Regions from separate parts of the Mus musculus genome. Here regions 1 and 2 are each linked to region 3. Evidence: chromatin contacts called from public HiChIP or PLAC-seq and promoter capture Hi-C data. All regions are on one chromosome and are shown on one strand. Each heading gives the region's core, a stretch centred on a gene start, on an enhancer-like site or on the middle of the called end of the contact. The rest is flanking DNA. Distances are from core to core; before and after follow the strand shown.

Region 1 (3,774 bases), core at 120-2,619, 310 kb before region 3:
GGGGCCATACAAAATTATTTATCAGCCCATGTGACGTTTTTTAAGCACTTCAAATTAGTGGCTTTACTAAAATGACAAGCACTCTCCTAGTGTTTCAAAAAGAGACCTTTACTGGTGCCTATAAATATTTTATTGGTAGAGAATATGAAATGTAAATTGTATTAAATAAGGATTTAAAGTTGTTTTTCACTGCTAAGGCTGAACCACCTTTGAATGAAAGCTTTCTGTGATGGGTGTTCATTCACTCAATCAGTAATGTTTTATGCTGGGCACATCAGGATAAAAAGATGTCATGGCTTCTACTTAGATAAGCAGTTCTCAACGTGTGGGTCTCAGACCTTTTGAGGTTTAAGCAACCCTTTCACAGGGGTCACATATCAGATACTGTGCATATCTGGTATTTACAGTACAGTTCATAGCAGTAGAAAATTTACAGGTATGGAGTGGCAACAAAAGTAATTTATTATTTCTTATTGTGTGTGTGTGTGTGGGGGGGGTCACCACTACATGAGGAACTGTATTAAAGGGTCCCAGTATTAGGAAGTACAATTATACAGTGTGTGTGTGTGTGTGTGTGTGTGTGTGTGTGTGTGTCCCCATCTGTCCACTCTCCCATCTATCTATCTATCCACATATCTACCTTGTTTCACTCTGTTTCAGGCTGGCTCAGAACTCACTACATGAGTGTTCCCAGGCTGACCTCAAACCCTGATAATTCTCTTGGCTCATTCTCCCAAGTGCTAAGGTTACATGCACAACAATCAAGCCAGGCATACAGCTAATATCTTTAGTTCATAGTAATGTCGCTCACAGAATAACAAAGTCTGAACCACAAATGATAAAAGCCAGAGCGTGGCAGCTATCAGCTCCTATAGGGCCAGATGTTCTCAATCCATATTGGTCACTAAGGAATAGCAGTTAGGATAAAGGAAAATGAAAATAGAAAAAACTCTCGGACTCATGAAACTGAATAGGCCTTAGCTTTTCTCTTCTCAGCGGGATGAAAACAGAAAGAGCCTATATCCTGTTTGGCAAGGCTAAGGGTTCCTAAAGGCGACATCAGTTTTGAACCTATCTTCTAACTGCTTACAGAAGGAAGGATTGTTCACAAGCGATATTTCTTCATTCCCCCGTTCCTGCGTGAGATGGTAGGGGGCAGATCTCACTTCTTGTCGCTACTCAAGCTTCCCCGACATCCCCCCTTTTTTCTACAACAAACCTGCCAACTGCTTTGTTCTTAGGGTAAAGCAGCCTCTTCCTACCTGTGTGGTTTAGGGTCAGAGGAGCCGAGTGACTACCACCTACAGCATCTGTCGTGCCAACGGTCCCAATCCCAGGCCAACCTGCTGTGGAGCTTCAGAGAGCTCTTAGAAGTAAAAAAAAAAAAAAAAAAAAAAAAACGACCAGCCACGTGGCCCCGCCCATTTAGCGGACCACGTGCCTCCAGGCTCGGCCCACCATCGGGGAGCTACGGCACCTCCCCAGCCTTCTCTCTGAATGCACCTGCTATGTGTGAGTTTCCTTTAATACTCTAAAATTAATGAAGACAGAATAATCATTTAGAAGGGTTTTGCCCACCCCTAGCTGGTATTTGCCCACCCCATCAAAGCTATTAGCACTTGGTTCATAGTAGAGGAGGAGGAATCCGTTTTCTTCACAGACTCATGTTCCCATAGTTGCTCCGAAGACAGCAGCAAGTAGCTTTACAGACCGTAAGAAATTTGGAGGGAAACGTAGACAGAATGTGGCTGATAGACCAAAACTCATCATAGGCGTGTACGATATCCTCAAACAATGTTAAAAGAGAAAACACAATTCGCAAGAGAGAAATATGCCCAGAAAATAAGAATTACCTGAGAAACATTATAAACATTTTGCTATATATCTTTGGCTATATAAAACTAGTGCCCCTTCTCTTACTGCCACGCATCTACATTCACTTACTGAGATATAATATCCATAAATATACTTTAAACAATTTTGCATGTCCTTTATTTTTTTAAACTATGTTTATTCATTCTGTGTATGTTTATGTGGACGCGTGTACTTGTGTGCGCGTGTGCAAGTGAAGATAAATTTGGGTCTTGTTCCTCAGGACCAATCCACTTTGCTTTTTGGGACAAGGTCTCTCGCTGACTTCTGGGACTTGCCCGGCTAGACTGGCAGGCTAACAAGTCTCGGGGATCCATATATTTCCACCTCTGCACCACAGGCATTACAAGTGCACTCCACCATGGGCTGCTGTTTAGTGTCAGTTCTGGAAATCAAACTCTGGTCCTTACACTTGGAATTTATGACTTAGCAGACTATTTTCCAGCCTCTTACACATAGTGTATGAAGTAGATCATTATCCATACTTGTACTCCTAAGAACTACATCTTTCTCCTGACAACTCCTGAACTGTGTAGCAAACAGTTTCACCTTGACTCTGCGTTATTCATGCATCTTCATGTTAATCTTAAGATGAGCTGGAGACTCAACTGAGGTGAAGGGTCGAGAGAGGTGAGGGGTCTGAAGCCTCTGCTGCTTAGTAAGATTGCCTGTTCCTCTTGTTACAGTCTTCCTATTGTCCCACCTCACCTACTGTTTTGATGTTCAGATCTCCACTTCAAGAGTCCAACTCTACTAAATGTTTTTGACATAGTAAACAACTTTGAAAGCATCCACTTTCAAAGCACAGCACAGAGATGAAAGTCACTGGCAGGTTGCTCATGCCCCAGCAGCAGATGGCTCTGCAGTCTCTCTCTCTCTCTCTCTCTCTCTCTCTCTCTCTCTCTCCCTCCCTCTCTCCTCTCCCTCTCCCCCCTCTCCCTCTCTCCTTCTCTCTCTCCTCTCCCTCTCTCTCCTTCTCTTTCTCCTTTCTCTCTCTCCTCTCTCTCTCCCTCTCTCCTTCTCTCCCTCTCTCCTTCTCTCCCTCTCTCCTTCTCTCTCTCTCTTCTCCCTCCCCCTCTCTCTCCTTCTCTCTCTCTCATCTCTCTCTCTCCTTCTCTCTCTCTCCCTCTCTCCTTCTCTCTCTCTCTCCCTCTCTCTCTCTCCCTCTATTCTTTTCAGTAATCTATACATTTAGTTTTTCTTCAACGATCCCATTGTCCTGGTTACTACAGCATTAAAACATGCCTTATTTGCAGGTGCCATGCATCCCCCAACTTTCCTTTTCTTTTTCAAAATTATCTGTTATGTTCTATTTTTTATTTTTCTATTTAAATTCTAGAATCAGCTTTCCTGTTTCCATGACAAACATCTTGCTAGAATCTTTGTTGTAATTTTCTTAGTATCTATAGATCAATCTGGTAAAACTGACACCCTAACCAATGGTCTTTCATTCTACTGCTACTCTGTATTTCCATATTTAATTGGACCTTTGATTGCTCTTATCATTAAGTTGATATATGGTTTTCACACATATTTTGTAAAACTTATGCCTAAGCAGTTCATGTTTTTAATGCTTTTAAAAATTCCATATTTTCTAAATATTTCCTTTTCCAGTGGCTCCTTGAGTCTGTAAAAATGTATCTGAACTTTTTATTGATGGAATATTCTGGTATCTTCCCAGACTTAGTACTGGAACCTTTTTTATTAGCTTTTAATACTCTTGTGATTTTCTAGATAATAATGTTGTTGACTAACAGAGATCATTTCATTCTTCCTTTCTGATGGATGCTTTTTTTAAATTTAGTTTTCCTTGCTTTATTAGACATGATAAAACTTTATTGTACACGGTGTCAAGTAGGAAATTGTATGCTCAGGTATATGTGTTACAGTCTCCATTTTGAG
Region 2 (3,748 bases), core at 448-2,947, 330 kb after region 3:
CAAATGCCTGTGATTCTAACTCTAGGGGAATCCAATTTTTCTGGTCTCCATGGCTCCTGTACTAACTTTCACAGACAGAGTGTCAGACAAATAGACAGACATAGAATTAAAAGTAAAATAAATTTTAAAGAGTAAAAGATAATATTAATTCTAAATTTTAGAAAATACTAGAAACAGTGTTTTAAAATGTACATAAAATACACAATCACACAGTATTAATTTAACCCAATATTTTAAAAGGATTGACACATCAAAAGGAAATCAGAATAAGATTAATAATTCTATATATTATTAAACTTAATAGTTCACGAGGTTTTAACTATGAAGGAAAACACACGTAAACTAGGAAATGGTATTAGAGAAGCTAAATGTCTACTGAGCATTCCATGACTGCCAGTTACCTTGGGGTTAGTGTTATTCTTCGATCTCTCTTATAAGGTAATCTCCATAAAGCCTGTGACTATGTTTATTTTCCATTCTAATATTTGCAAACTCAATGACAATTTATTCTTTTATCTAAAAGATATAGGTATTGCTTTATGCATAGTTTAGGTTGTTATTGGATTTAGAAGGAGATTAATTTCTTCAAATGTTTTATTTATTATTGAAATTTCCAATAAGTTTGCATATTTGAAAACATTACAGTGACACTTAGAGAGTGTTAACAATGCTGAATCACTTTGTATTTTACTGTCACTGTTTCCAGATATGAGTTGGTCAATGTGCAGCCTGATGGTTCTCTTTGGACATGCGCAAGTAGTATGGTCTATGGGCTTGGGCCCCCAGGTCTTACTGGACCTACAAGCATATTTATTTGTGACAAGGCTATGATGTGCCACTCTGCGTGTTGATGCCACTGATACTCCAGGGAACGTCCATCATACTTCCTCTCCTGCCCCAAACAGTACTTATTTTTCTATGCAAAGAGCAAGGTTTTGTATTTTTATTTTATTTTTCCATCTTGCAAAATGGGTGAAGGAACTTACCATTTTTTGTGCTGAAAGAAATGTAGCAGATAAAAAGTAAATAATGTACCAAATCAAGATCCTGTGTCTACAATTTAGTGTTTATATATTTATACATAGGATATATATTTAAATATAGAAGAGCAGCGCAAAACAGCACAGATCTCCAATCTTACATCACTAAAGCATGCCTGCAACAGTATCTGTACATAATTTTCAGATTAACACATTGCTAACAGATTAATCAAGAGATTAAAGTTACTGAAGTACAGACAAAATGAAGTAATTGAAAATTAATCATGATTCTATAATAGCTGATACTATAGTTTTGCAAGAAAAGAATAAAAACAGTTAGAATTATGTTTCCAACTTATCAATGTAATATTATGATATTGCTTTGGCCTAGTAAATATATTACAACATTTAACTTGCTTAAAACTCCTTTTTTTCTGAGATTTTAAATGCCCCAGTAATGTATCTTAGCATAACTCAATGTTTTCTGTCTTTTAATTACTATGACTAATTTTTTACAGCTCAGTTACAAACCCTTGAAAATAATGAACATGGTGACGCATTCTTAATTATAACGGTGCGAATAGCAGCACTCTAATTTCAGGCTTACATTGAAAAAGAATTTCCCTAGAATTGAAGCTCTTCTGATTGCTTTGCACATCACGTTTTAAACAAACACTGCGGTGCTTTAGCCATGACTTGGTTGCCTAGGATACACTGTTACTGTAGCCCTAAGATGCTGGTACCAGTTAAGCTTTGAGGCCATGTCTGTAAGTGCAGCACACAGTTGCCTTTGATAAATAGGAGAAATTTAACATAGACCCTGAGTGGGGTGAGCATTTTGATTAATGAAATAATTGGCTACATATTTGGATAGTAATATGGAAAATGGTTATTTATATTTTTACAGTAGTTTTCCACGAAACTGACAGAAAGTGCCTTGTTTATAAAACAAATGCAAAATTGATTCAGTGACCTAATTCTAAGGCACATTCACAAAGAATATAATATTGGTTGTTGCAGTCCTCGGAAAGCTAACTAGCTAAATCTCAGTGAGTCATTTTTACAAACACCATCTAATAGTGTCTCTTGCTGGTGGATGTTTGTTTAGTCTGTGGTGAGAGTATTTCACAGCTTTTTTTTTTTTTTATTAAGATGTTGCAAGTTTTAAATATTCTCATTGAAGAATTATAAAATGAACAAAAACACTTGCAATGGTAATTAATGAGAGCATTCCTGGTGCTGGAGAAACACCTGTTAGAAAGGTATATGTCTGCGTTATTGGGTATCTCACATTAATACCTTATTTTTTCAATGATAAAATATTGTTATTATTTTACTAGTGTGCATTTTTGTTTAATTATGGAGCTGGGGATACAAAACTAGCTACATAGTTTAGCAAAACTAAGCTATCTGCTTTTAAAAGTCAGTTGCACGCTTGCCTTAATCCTAAAAAAAATGAGTGAATGAGGGATGAATAGTCTGATTTGAATGCCAATAAAATTGGAATCCTGTAGTGAGTGGGAAGATCCAGTTTGGACCAGCAGGTGGTGCTTGAGTTTCAAGTGCATTTAGAATGGAGGTTTTTTTTGGTGGTTTGTTTCTTTTGTTTTTATTTATTTTTTTGTTTTGTTTTGTTTTTAATTTCAAGCACTTCAGAAATGATGTTTTAACTTTTTTCTCCTGTAGAGTTGATTACGTTTTGGATTACACATTATTAAGGACTTTGGGATTGCTCACTGAGCTCAGCAGCTCAATTTCTTTTCCTGTGCTCAACTCTGAGCCTTCTCTCTCACATTGCTTGCTGCTCTGCAGCAGCTGTTGGCCAATATGATGATGGGCAGAAGGTCCACTTATTTCCCTTCCAAACTGAGCACCTGGGAGGTGGGAGTGGGAACAAGTTATTTCTATATTAGGTTCTGCAGTAAGAGTTGTTTGAACCACAAGCTCACCTGGGCAGGATTCAAGGAGATTCCTAAGGTCATCTTGAATCCACTATACATATTTGTGGCCCCCAGCTCACTATGCTGTGCCTGGATCATTTCTTGTCCATGCTTCTTAATAGAGCGTTGTTTCTTTTAAGTGCCCCAAATACAGCAGCTTCTGAAGGTCAATGTTATTTCTGTGTTGAATTCCAACAGAAATGATGCACATTTGGCCAAATTCAATGGAAAATTTTGCATTTTCTGTTTAGATATAATAACTCAAGTGGATGAGTTTATTTTCAGCAGCAGACAATGCTATATGTCCTGGCCATTAAATATCACTTCTTTCCATGAACGTATCAAATATATTTTGCTACTATGTTTAAATTATTTAAATCTAAACATACTGTGTGTGTCTGAAATTCTGACAGAAGTTACCAAGAAGCAGCAAATGATTATATTTCTTTAGAGAATTTGTTTATTGGTGGTTTCAGTAAATAACATTTGGTTTTACTATATTGATAGCTTTAGAATTACGATACTGTGAGGTCCTAAACTATGATTTATTCAAACAATTTTATTTCTGACTTTAGTTAGGATGATAACTACTTTATATTCCTAAAGTAATAGGCACACTCTTTCAAATCCACTGTAAATTACATCAGATAATCAAGTTAGGTAGATAGTTAATTCATTTTAGTAAACAATCAGAGAAAATCACATTTCCCGCCCCCCAAAAAATCTTGTCTCTTTTCTTTTTCCTCAGCATGAATTCCTCTGCCAGAGTTAATGCTTTCAACCAGTTACTGTAATGGTCTTTTGAAGAGCTCTGACTCAGACTCCTCA
Region 3 (4,089 bases), core at 518-3,017:
ACCCTTCCTGCAACCTCGGACGTTGCTGGCGCCGTGGGCGCTGCGGGGTGTTCGGGCTACCGCGGGTTGGAGGGACCAGAGAAGGCGGAACTTAGTAAAGGGAGGGGGCCGCCACCAGCACCTAGGCGGCTGCTGTGGAGGCTCCCCCCCCCCCCCCCGACCTGGGGGAAGTGATGCTGTGCTACAAGGCTGTCAGGAGTAGTGAGCCGGAGCTGGTGAGCAGGACCGCCCGGCAGGAGGGTAGATCTAGTTGTGTTGAGACTCCAGCTCCCAGCGTATGGCCAAGAGAGGGAGAGAGCGCGCGCAGCAGAGGCTGATGTGTGTGTGCGCGCGTGAGTGTGCGTGTGTGTGTGTGTGTGTGTGCCTGTCTACAGGTAGCAGCGGCAGCGGCGGGGACGCGAGCAGGGGACCCATCTGGAGCTACCGCTCCGCCTAGGATTTTCTGTGGCGATTGCTCATTTGGCTGACGGATCCGTGGTTCCCAGAAAAACCTCATCTTCTCCGTTTCTACTCTCCTTTAGGCGTCTCCAGTTTCAAGTGTGTGTTTAGGGATAATTTCATATTTTTCTTTTTCTTCCTCTTCCTCCAAAGCTTCTCAGGAATTCTGGCACGAAATCCTTGGATACATTTGCTCTGCCAAGTTTTGCTGCTCCAGCCCCCTCCCTCCTCCAGAGGCTTCTGGGGTGCTCTTCTTTTGGATTTACATGCAAAGAACCTATATATGTTTATATATCGGTCGGGTAGCTTATGATACATTTACGTGCGTCTCAAAGCTTGGTTTTCATCTTCTTCTCCTCAACACAGCGAAATGTTCCAGAGCTGATGAGCACAGAGACCATTATTCACATTCTTTTGATCCTGGTTTGGAACAAGGGGAGGGAGAGTGAAGAACTGTTTAACGTTCTGCCATCCTTAGGCTGAACGCTAGGCACCAAGAAGTATTTCTGGTTGCAGAGCAGGTACAACGGGGGCTTAGAGAGAAGGTAAGGGGGCCTCTTGAGTCTACTAGGCATGGCATTTACCTCAGTCCTAGGGACTGCTGATAACTTCCTGCTGGCTTCTACCTGCCCTCACCTTTTCCACCAACCCTACCCCATCCCTGTTCTCTACCTTGCTCCACCCTTTTCCAAAATCCCCGGGGCCCAGGAGGAGGGATCGGGTGCTGGGGAGGGTGACTGTGTTAAAGATGTGATAGTCCATTACAGTTTAAATGTGTCTTGTATTCCCCCACTTGATTGAGTTTCCCAGTACCTGCCTCTGTCTTTTAGCGGTTTAAAATACATTTTGTCCTTTATACAACAACAGTAACAAAAACAACAACAACAACAACTACAACAAAATGCTATGTCGATCAGATCAATGTTTTAAACACATCTTGGTGTTAAGTCTCCACTACTATCTTCTGATGAAAATAAAAACAATAAAAATTAATGAACTTTAATGAGCTGGGTGGTTTCTTCAATACTAGGTTTCATAGAATCTCCAAAATGCAGATAAACAGCAAGGAGGACAGTGGGCTTCAGCTCCTGTAAATTCCAGTTGTGTCACAGGGAGGGCAAATCCCCAGAGTTGAGAGAGAGGGAGCTAAGTCTAGCATAAGAAGACCTACGCGGCCAGCGAGTTTTTTAAAACCCACCTTTTACACTGCATCCAGTCCTCGATTAACTCCTGCTCTGGGGATGCGTTAACCGAACAGACCTTTTGATGGAGAAGTGGGCTCTTCTCTCTGTTCCTGGTCTTCAGCCAGCCTCCTTCCTCCCCCTCTGCCTGTCTGGCCCTGGCACTTTGCAAATCGCCGGTTTTGCGCACCCTCGCGGTGGGCGTTCTCCACGTTGCATCCTGCCCCCTCGGTCCTTCTTCCAGCGGGGTGGCCGAGTACATGCATCTTTCTCGGGGGGCTCGCTCGCACACGCCCTCTCCCGCAGCCCGCGACTCCCCACCTGCCCCGGCTCGCCTTAGCCTCTCTTCTCCTTCGGGTGCATCCCTGACCCTGGCATCCCTTCATCCCGGCCTGCTAGGGTTCGGAGCGTCGGGACGCGGCTGTGGCGGCGGTGCGGAGCTGGTGTGGGAAGCCAAGGCAGGAAAGGCGAACCCGAGTGGGTGGTGAGAGGCCAACCGAGTCCGTGGGAGCCAGGGAAGCCGAGAGGAGTGAGACACTGAGTGTGCGCTGCGCGCTGCCCTGGTCGGGGCGGACTCGTGCGGAGGCTCCTAGTCTTCCGAGCGGCGCCCCAGCCTCTGCAGTGAGCCTGCTTGGGTGCGCCTTGGGACCCAGGCACCCAGATCCCGGAGGTCGGCGGAGAGGTACCCGAGAAAGGCAGTGATTCTGAGAGTCCGCGGAGGGGAGACGCGGAGGCTGAGCGGATGGAGGAACAATGCCGCCTCCAGAAGCAAAGCCTTTCTTGAGCCTTGGCTGGAGTGTGGAGTCGGCTCTCTGCTCTGCTCTCTCCAGGCCTTGAGGCTACTTCTGGGCTTGGTTCCGCCTCTTAGTTTGACAGGAATTAGAAAGTTGCTCTTCTTCTCTACAAGGTTTCCTTTGAAGTGGCTTTCCGATCTGCGTGCTGGTTCAAGTCAAGATGTCACTTTCTGGATCCCCCGCGAGGAGCGACTAATAGATTATGCATTGTTGGGCAATAAACTCTCCTGGGAAGAGAGGGTAGTCCACCCCAAGGTTTAAACGGTTCGCCACTGACTCCTGCCAGCCTCAGCACAATGCCTTGTGAGTAGACATAATATTAAAGCAACCTGCAGTAAATTTTAAATTATTTAGGATGAGGTTTTTGAACGAGGAATAATTTATTCCGGAGGAAGCAGTTAGGCTGTTATTGGAATGAGGGAAATATGTCCCATATTTGATTCATTTGTGATTATTCTAATGAGCTCTGGCCTGTACCACTGTTTTCTCTTTCTCTCTCTCTCTCTCTCTCTCTCTCTCTCTCTCTCTCTCTCTCTCTCTCTCTCTCTCTCTCTCTCTCTCTCTCTCTCTCTCTCTTTTTCCTTCCATTTCTAGGGCCTTAGTGGTAGACATAGGGCTGGGGAAATGTGAATTTAGATAGTTAACCCTCTCTCTTTCACTGTGTGTTTTAATAGAGTGTTGACATCCCAATTTCCCTCTTTTTATACTAAAACTACTGTAGCCTATTTTGCTTAAGTAACTGGAAGTTTCATGCTATATTTGACATTACAGTGTCTTGATACATTTCTCAAAATTAATTATACTTGGACTATTAATATGATCATAATTTTTTAAATGGCATTTAGAGGAGGTGTGTATGTATGTATGTGTGTGTGTGTGCTTGAGTACAAAATCTATAAAATTTCTGAGCGTAGTCAGCTATTACAACCTAAAGAGAGTGCCAGTTTTCTTTGGAAATGAGTTGAGCAGCGAAGACCATGTGTGTATTTAGAATATCTAATGCAAAATGCAAAACCCCATTAAGTTTACTGTGCCCTTGGCAGAGAATGGATCTCAGTCTCCTTGCACTGCCTAGTGATGGAGTGATTCACAGAGAATGTGGAAGTTAATCATTGCTCAGGCCTTCTGATGGCACGGAGTGATTAAAAGGAGTAACTGTTTTCTGTAAGCCTGCTCTTCTACATGTAGTCTTTACAATCCTTCTAGCTAAAGGAGGAACGGGGATATTTCAGAAGGAAGTAACACTAGAGATCCTAGGGTTTGAAGTAAGAAGAGCCTCTTTGGGGACTTCCCCCTCACCTCCACCCTCAGAATTGCTGTCTGTCAAATTTAATTTTTTTTCCTGTGGTTTTATTTTGTGAAAATTTCCATTTTTATTTAGTGATAACATATTGCCATATAAAAATGCTTGGATTGTTTGCAATTGGAACAGGGCTACACAGGAAGGTAGGCCCAGGATCTTCTCTGCTTGTTTCTGGTGGGGGAAGGGTTGCCTAGAAGTCTAGTTGACTCTGGGCAGGGTCAGTCAGATGACTCCCCTGAAAGACACAGTGCCATCTCTTCCAACCCTAGTTTCTCAGATTTGACTTCACATTTAGCATTTTCAAGCAGTTATTCTGGGATAAGTCCTGCTCTTATGTCAACTTGCCTTAACTTATTACTTTAGCTTTTCAAAA

The links. Promoter capture Hi-C pulls out the DNA fragments that hold promoters and counts their contacts. HiChIP or PLAC-seq counts read pairs in DNA pulled down with a chosen protein or histone mark.
Region 1: a contact with region 3 is called in a promoter capture Hi-C map of embryonic stem cells. The contact joins the promoter of Spata16 here to the promoter of A830092H15Rik in region 3. A contact is called at or near these places in 3 of 39 promoter capture datasets (cranial neural crest, embryonic stem cells and second pharyngeal arch cranial neural crest), 3 of 484 Hi-C or Micro-C datasets (cortical neurons and ventral hippocampal neurons) and 4 of 115 datasets of contacts at active chromatin or transcription factors (astrocytes, embryonic forebrain, forebrain and 1 more).
Region 2: an H3K4me3 HiChIP or PLAC-seq map of neural progenitor cells shows a contact between it and region 3, with 5 times the contacts expected there. The contact joins the enhancer-like site here to the promoter of A830092H15Rik in region 3. A contact is called at or near these places in 1 of 39 promoter capture datasets (hippocampal neurons), 2 of 115 datasets of contacts at active chromatin or transcription factors (neural progenitor cells and stem cell-derived neural progenitor cells) and 2 of 9 other capture datasets (adipose tissue and liver).

What each region holds. Positions count from the first base shown.
Region 1 is chr3:26,635,226-26,638,999 of GRCm38.p6, reverse strand. Spata16 (spermatogenesis associated 16) reads right to left here and starts at 1,369. Exons shown (of 11, transcript NM_029150.4): 1 at 1,263-1,369.
Region 2 is chr3:26,001,345-26,005,092 of GRCm38.p6, reverse strand. All of the region lies in intron 2 of Nlgn1 (neuroligin 1), which reads left to right. Among named protein-coding and RNA genes, the nearest start is that of Nlgn1, 150 kb to the left of the region's middle. Within about 2 kb of position 1,697, at least 36 of the 459 cell types and tissues checked have an H3K27ac peak or open chromatin away from gene starts, as enhancers often do. A contact at or near this core is called in neural progenitor cells, where this site is marked.
Region 3 is chr3:26,329,631-26,333,719 of GRCm38.p6, reverse strand. It overlaps A830092H15Rik (a long non-coding RNA gene), which reads right to left and starts at 1,767. Exons shown (of 2, transcript XR_389623.4): 1 at 1,637-1,767; 2 at 1-858. It also overlaps a transcript of Nlgn1 not described here.